Linked DNA regions of Mus musculus: region 2 is linked to region 1. A link is a contact called in public Hi-C data. All regions are on one chromosome and are shown on one strand. Each heading gives the region's core, a stretch centred on a gene start, on an enhancer-like site or on the middle of the called end of the contact. The rest is flanking DNA. Distances are from core to core; before and after follow the strand shown. Region 1 has its middle 3.8 kb from the start of Gm30938. Region 2 overlaps Gm46587 (a long non-coding RNA gene).

Region 1 (3,883 bases), core at 1,120-3,619:
CTAAACCTGAGGCAGGAAGGCTGAGAGTTTGACACCACTCTGAGCAAAGTAGAAAGTCCCAAGCCAGTCTAAGCTACACAATGAAAGCCCCCAAAATCAAACACAAACAAGAAACTTGTTGCTCTTGCAAAGGACCTGGGTTCGGTTCCCAATACCCACATAATGGCTCACGACCATCATTATCCACGTTCTTGGGATCCCACAGGCATGCAAAGTGTACACCCCTTTATTCAAACAAAGCATTCACAGCACAAAGTAAATAAAGAGAAATTTTTAAAGAGGAAAAATATCTATGCTGATGAGACAGGTGTTACAATATCTCATTAAAAAAATTAAAAAGAAAAAATATACACTGGGCAGTGGTGGTGCATGTCTCTAACTCCAACACTCAGGAGGCAGAGGCAGGCAGATCTCTGAGTTCGAGGCCAGCCTGGTCTACAGAGTGAGTTCCAGGACAGCCAGGGCTACATAGAGAAACCCTGCAAAAACCAAACCAACCAAGCAAAACCACTAATTTGTTTAGAGTGTGTGTGCCTGTGTGTGCAGGTACATCTGTGTGCAGGTACACACACACACACACACACACACACACACACACACACACACTGATGCATATGCATATGGAAGCAGAGAATCATGTCCATTTGATTAGACCGGCTGCCCAGCAAGCCCTGGAATCCTTCTACTCCACCTCCCCAGCTCCGGGATTGTAGGTACACAGTACCATGCCTGACTACTCAGCTCCCCAGCTCCGGGATTGTAGGTGCACAGTACCATGCCTGACTACTCAGCTCCCCAGCTCCGGGATTGTAGGTGCACAGTACCATGCCTGACTACTCACCTCCCCAGCTCCGGGATTGTAGGTGCACAGTACCATGCCTGACTACTCACCTCCCCAGCTCCGGGATTGTAGGTGCACAGTACCTTGCCTGACTACTCAGCTCCCCAGCTCCGGGATTGTAGGTGCACAGTACCATGCCTGACTACTCACCTCCCCAGCTCCGGGATTGTAGGTGCACAGTACCATGCCTGACTACTCACCTCCCCAGCTCCGGGATTGTAGGTACACAGTACCATGCCTGACCTTTACATGGGAATTGGGAACTTTACCGTCTAACCCAGTGGTTCTCAAACTGGGTTGCAACCCCTTTAGGAGTTGCATATATCAGATGTCTACATTACAATTCATATTAGTTGAGGATGTATCCTGTCCAAGGCTATCCTGGCCTCCATAGCAAGACTTTAAAAACCATGTTTATTTTGAAAAACAATTCTTTAACACGAGCAGCCTTTCCGTCAGATTTCTCCCTCATTACCTCCCAGAGAAATGGAGGCTTTCTCCCAGCTGCTACTTACAGCATCTTATTGTCGGGGAAGTGACAGCCTGTGAAGAGAAGAACGTCCCCGGAGCCCGAGAACGTCAGAGGCAAGCTCCAGCATAAGCCTCTTTGATTTATTCCTGTTCCCAAGAGGGAGCTGGGAAAGAGATGACACTCGGTCTATTTTCTTCTAGAACACGACCCACGGCCGAGTGTCTGGTGAGTTACGACGGCGCTCGTCCACGCCCCACCCACCCCTTCCTCACCCATCCAGCCTGGCACTCTGTCATTTGATGCAGCCCCCATGCATTTCCTGGAAAAGGTGTTTGGCTTCCTCTGACAATGGTAGGAAACTTGGTTAGAAGTTAGTGTTAACGAGGTCACCTTGAATTAGCCAGACAAGACAATCTCAGAACAACTTCCTGACTCCGGGACTGTCTAACTCCTGATTGAGTCTGTAGGCCTACAAAGGCAAAAGCCGACTTATGACTGATGGCTCGGCTAGAAAAATAGCCCAGATTCTATTGCCTAAGCTAGGAGTGATAGTCTCTTTATCCACTCTGACAGGTACAAAGGACAGCAACACACCCAGACAACTCAGGGACTGCTTGCCCACTTCTAGACAGGAGAGGAGTCTAAATGGCATGAGGAAGTCACTCTGAGGCTCCTTCTAGGCTGTCTCCATTATCCACAATGATTAAATAGAGCTGGCCCTGCTCAGTTCTTAAATCACACAGGATACCTGGACTTTGTTGCGCTACCCCTGAGTAGCCATGCTACAAAAGCTTTTCTCTCCATGTGGAAGAATATTGGTCCACAAGGCTGGGTGTGGTTTTGTTCAGCTTTCTCATGCACCAATATTATTTTTTCTGTCGAATCTCATGCCTGGAGCTAACGAAATTCAAAACTGGGCTCCCAATGCGTTAAGGGCTGGCTCTGTGGTCTCCAGGATCAGAGTTTCCTGAGTGAGACGCTGGGGAAGCCTGCCCTGGAAGGGTTGAGCGGACCATATGCAGCTCTCTCCCTCCAGGCCTCTGATCGCATCAGACTGCCAGCTGCAGATGGGCTCAGGTGCTGGGCACAGAGCCCAGGCTGGAGCAAGGCTAAATGCAGCCTAAGGGATAGACAGGGCTTTCAGTAGAATCTGAATGCAAGCCGGGCGTGCTAATGCGCCTCTGTTATCCCACCCCTCAGGACATTGGAGCAAGAGGATAGAGAGTTCAAGGCCAGCCTGGACTACATAGAGACTTCTAGGCCAGTATGAGCTACAGAGGGAGACCCTGGCCTCAAGCCCAAAACAAACTAACAAATTCTGGGACTTTGTCTGCCAGTAGGGAGGGGAAGCTAGGTCTGTAGAGAGAGAGGAAGGGAATCTATCTAGGAAAACAATATACGGAAATCAGAAGGTTGGAGCTAAAAGTAAACTCAGAAAGCAAGCAAAAAAAAATCCCAGCCAATAGATATTTGCTCAAAGTATCAAGACAGGTCAGTCGAAAGGGGTGGATCCTGTCAACAAATGGCAAAGAAGTGTTTGACTATGTGCAACATGAACCTCAACCACTGCTCATCCTAAACAGAAGGATTCATTAGAATTGATCTGTAAATGTTGAAACTATGAAAACAACATAAGATAAAATATTAGCCTCCTTGAATTTGGGGGAAAACTCTTAGTGTAATGATGATACCATACTTAATGCCACTGAACTACACACTTAAAAATGTTTAAAATAGTCTGGGAGGTGGTGGTGCATGTCTTTAACTGTAGCACTTCAGAGGCAGAGGCAGGGGGGATCTCTGAGTTCGAGGCCAGGCTAGTCTACAGAGTGAGTTCCAGGACAGCCAGGTCTACATAGAGAGACTCTGTCTCAAAAACCCAAAACAACAACAACAAAATATTAAAATAGTGGAATTTATGATACCTATATTTTACATACACACACACACAGACACGCACATGTCTATTCCAGAATATCTTTTGTTCTGTTATTTGCCAAGAAAAAAAGCATGACTGTGGACACCCCCACCCCCTCAGCATATTAGACTTCACCCAAACTGTAAGTCTTTCAGGTACAGTGGTTCATGTTTGTAATTTCAGCATCAGGAGAAAAGGGCAGAAGGTTCTTTGCAACTCTGAAGCCAGTCTGGTATGTGTAGAAAGTTCTGTGCCAGTCAGGGACAGGCAGAGACCCCACCTCAATTTAAAAGAAAAGAAAAAAAGGGAAACCTTGGTTCATCAAAAGACTCAAAAGTGAAAGAGATGAGAAAACTTAGAAAACTGACAAAAAACTTAGAATATATAAAGAGTTCTTACAACTCAACAATAAGAAAAGTAACCCAATTTTGATCTAGTGGGACGGCTCAGAGGGTAAAGCATTTCCTATGTAAGCTTTACAATCCGAGCTGGATGCACGGAGCCCACGGGGTCTCACATGGAAAAGAGAACTACTCTAGGAGCTGTCCTTTGACCATTACGTTACCCCCACACTGTGGCATTGGTGGCACACACATGACATACACATGTGCACACACACCTGAGCACACACCCCGACAAGAATGAGTATGAT
Region 2 (3,734 bases), core at 174-2,673, 88 kb after region 1:
CAGACAAAGTGTAAAGACCTGACAACACCCAAATCCACAGCAGTTACCAGAGAAGGGGAAGAGAAGAGTGAAGCAAAGGACCAGAGGAGACCCTCCCTCCCCCCATCCTCAGGGATGTCTCAGTAAGTTTGCTGCTATGGGGGCCTGGAGATCACGACTGGCATGAATTTGAAGGGACCCCGGGATGGACTTGCGAGACAGATCTTTCTTCAGTGCTTCCTAGCTCTCTGATGCACGTCTCTGTGTGTGTGTGCTGTGTGTGTGTTTATTTGAGGTGTCAGGAATAAACTTAGGACTTTGCTTCATGCTAAGCAAGTGTTCTATCCCTGAACAACACCCTCAGACCTGCCTCACATGCTCATGGGTAGGTACTGTGAGGCTTGGTGTGACCCATGGCAAGTGGTAGCTCACTCTGGGTCTATATTGCACCCAGGGAAAATGAAGTTACAAGCAAGATCCCTCTCCTGAAGGGCTGACTGACTGTCTTCCCACAGCCTTCCAGCCATAGCTGCTAGGACTGTCCTAATAGCTGGGCAGGAACACTTGGTTGAAGTATGTGTGTGCGTGCGTGTGTGTGTGTGTGTGTGTGTGTGTGTGTGTGTGTGTGTTGGGCATGTGACAGCAGCCCACATGTGTGGGAACCCAGAAGCCGCCCTCCTCCTGATCCTGTTGTTTGACTACATCAGTGCTAAAGCCGCCAACGGGCAAAGCTAGACTCCTCAGGCAAAAAGTTTCCCCTTCCAAGCCTACACCCCACAACAAGCCTTTGTTGTTTGTTCTCCCTAGGTGGGGACAAAAGCCCTTTCAGATGCTGTGGAATGTACCAGAAGTGTCATGAGAAGGGTTTGCTGGGCCCTGACCTAGAATCCTGTAAACCAGGACAGGGAGCTGGCCCTTCTGCTTGAAGCTCCAGGTCCTGCCATGATTTCTGGTGGCAGGAATCCTTGCCCCCTGTACCTTCAGTGGCAATGACACCCCAGTCCTCACCACAGCCCAGGAAACTGCAGCCTGAGAAGGCCAGCCTGGTGCAAGGCGTACCCTCATTTGACTTTCCCAGGTGAATGCAATATCACTTCCACACTGCTTCTGCCTGACAGATCTGCAGAGGGAAGGAGAACTAGGTGGACAGTTTTCTGTGTCACTTAAAGATCATGACGACCCGTGGCCCCGCCCTTTATCATGGGGGCTGAACACATCACCCACAGTGCGAACAAAGCAAGCCGACTTTGGTGGTCCTGAGGAAGGAGCCACTGTGAATCGTCATGCACCTTTCCTCTGCCGTGTCTGTCCTCTGTCCTTGAGTGTCTCCCCTTGCGTGGGGCCAGGAACAGAACAAAGGGCAGCTCCCTGCCAGACTCTACATGGCTACAGTCTCAGAGGGAACACTTCCAGGTTGCTACTGTTGCTTCTTCTCTAACTCAGGTCAGGCAACTCCAGGGCGCTGGAACCAGCCACCGTGTGGGTGGACCTTTGCTCTGCTAGCAAAATGCAAATGAGCCGGTGCAGTTTTACTTCAGGTATAGAGGTGAGGGAGGGTGGCAGCAGACACACGTACCCTTGAGAGCAATGTGCTGGCGGGGATGGAGATGGAGCACACTCTCCAATCTTACACGCCAAAGCGGGGGAGGGAGAGGGGACTGAAGAGTGAAGGGTACGAGGATCAGACTGGCTTTGTGTGTGATCTTGTTCAAACAAGCCTCTTATCTGAGCGTAATACTAAACTTTGCTCTTTCTTATTACCCAAGCTCCCTGGGGAATGGGTTTATGACTTTGGATTCCATGAAGGAGGATTAAATTGCCTCCTTACAGATAAGAGCCCCAAATAGCCAAATAGGCTGGTAGAAGGAAACGAGAGAGGGGTTGGGGGGGGGGTTCATGGTTGTCCTGTGGGGCAGTCTCTGCTCTGACCACCTGTGCTGTGTTCTCTCTTCACAAAATGTACACCAAGTCTGTGGTCAGATGACATGTCATCACAGAGTGACATCAATGGTGTGCCTCCTTTGCCTGGCCCCAGTGACAGGTGCTGAGGACAGGGTAGGATCTCAAGGTGGCACATAATAACACACAAACTATTATTTCCTGAGATTCCAGTTTTGCCCTTCAGATGTTCCCACCATAAAGGAGAAACGAACACAACACATCCTGAAATACAACACCACCTTTCCTGGGTATCACTAGCAGAAGTGACACTGATGTCAAAAAAAAAAAAAAAAAACCTTAAAGCAACAGTCATTAAAAAAAGGACTCAAGCCAGGTATAATGTATCATACTTTGTACTTCCTTGCAACGTGTCCTTGGCAAAGTGGGAGGCAGGAAACTCACCCCTACAGCTCAAGAGACTCACCCTTACAGCTCAAGAGACTCACCTCTACAGCTCAAGAGACTCACCCCTGCAGCTCAAGAGACTCGCCCCTGCAGCTCAAGAGACTCACCCCTGCAGCTCAAGAGACTCACCCCTGCAGCTCAAGAGACTCACCCCTGCAGCTCAAGAGACTCACCCCTACAGCTCAAGAGACTCACCCCTACAGCTCAAGAGACTCAACCTTACAGCTCAAGAGACTCACCTCTACAGCTCAAGAGACTCACCCCTGCAGCTCAAGAGACTCACCCCTGCAGCTCAAGAGACTCACCCCTGCAGCTCAAGAGACTCACCCCTGCAGCTCAAGAGACTCACCCCTGCAGCTCAAGAGACTCACCCCTGTAGCTCAAGAGACTCACCCCTACAGCTCAAGAGACTCACCCCTACAGCTCAAGGGCCAGCTAACCTAGAGTGTATTGAGATAAGAGAGACCCTATGTCACAAACAAGGCAGAAATTGAAAGTCATAAGTCACCCTTTGACATCCACGTCTGTGCTGTGGTACTCATGAGCACGCATACAGATGTGCACATAAAATAATACATTTTATAGGGAACTAGAGAGATCACTTCGGGGGGTAAAGCGCTTGTTGTGCAAGTGTGGGAATTTGAGTTTGGAGCCCCAGCACCCCAACAAAAGTCAGATGTGTTAGCCCATACCATAACCCCATCATTGACAGGTAAAGACAGCTGGATCCTGGGGACTCAGTGGTAACCCTGCCTAATCAAAGTGTGAGCTCAGGGTTCAGTGGGAGAACTTGTCTCAAAAATGGTAGGCCAGAAAGATGACTCAGTAGGTAAAGGTCCTTGCCACAGGAGTCTGAGCTCCATACCAGACCTCACAGTGGAGAACCAGCCCTCAAAAGCTTCTCTGACTCTACACACATTCCACTGCTCATGCATGTGTTTTTAAACAGTGTATTCCTTCGGGTGGGATAGATGGCTCAGCAGGACCTATGTTAGGTTCCCAACGCCTGTATGGCAGCTCACAAACACCCACCCAGAGAGAGTGATGGGGTCACATACATACTGACAAAACCCTCACATGCATAAAATAAACCTAAAACAAATATTAAGCAGTGTAATCCTTTATAAAAATAGGTGCAGCCAGGTGATGATGGCCTTTAATCCCAGCACTCAGGAGGCAGAGGTAGGCAGCTGAATATCTGAGTTTGAATCCAGCCTGGTATACAGAGAAAGTTCCAGGACAGCCAGGGCTACACAGAGAAACCCTCTGGAAACAAACAAACAAACAAACAAACAAACTAAAATAGGTCCTATATAATCTTCTTCTAACAGGATTAAACAGAATCTCAGAGATGCAGGTTCACTCAGCAATAAGGAGCAGAAGGACTTAAGTGCTCCAAGGTCTCTCAG

The links. A called contact is a pair of places that touch in the nucleus more often than the background predicts.
Region 2: a contact with region 1 is called in a Hi-C map of liver, with 2.0 times the contacts expected there. The contact joins two enhancer-like sites. A contact is called at or near these places in 3 of 15 datasets of contacts at CTCF or cohesin (CD8 T cells, the NIH/3T3 cell line and pro-B cells), 24 of 484 Hi-C or Micro-C datasets (3T3-L1-derived adipocytes, CD8 T cells, the HL-1 cell line and 18 more), 12 of 115 datasets of contacts at active chromatin or transcription factors (CD8 T cells, the SCID.adh cell line, T-cell acute lymphoblastic leukemia and 6 more) and 1 of 9 other capture datasets (embryonic stem cells).

Annotation. Positions count from the first base shown.
Region 1 is chr17:87,476,377-87,480,259 of GRCm38.p6, forward strand. No RefSeq gene overlaps it. Among named protein-coding and RNA genes, the nearest start is that of Gm30938, 3.8 kb to the left of the region's middle. Within about 2 kb of position 2,370, at least 32 of the 459 cell types and tissues checked have an H3K27ac peak or open chromatin away from gene starts, as enhancers often do. A contact at or near this core is called in liver, where this site is marked.
Region 2 is chr17:87,565,673-87,569,406 of GRCm38.p6, forward strand. The region is part of intron 1 of Gm46587 (a long non-coding RNA gene); the gene reads right to left. Among named protein-coding and RNA genes, the nearest start is that of Gm46587, 3.2 kb to the right of the region's middle. Within about 2 kb of position 1,424, at least 35 of the 459 cell types and tissues checked have an H3K27ac peak or open chromatin away from gene starts, as enhancers often do. A contact at or near this core is called in liver, where this site is marked.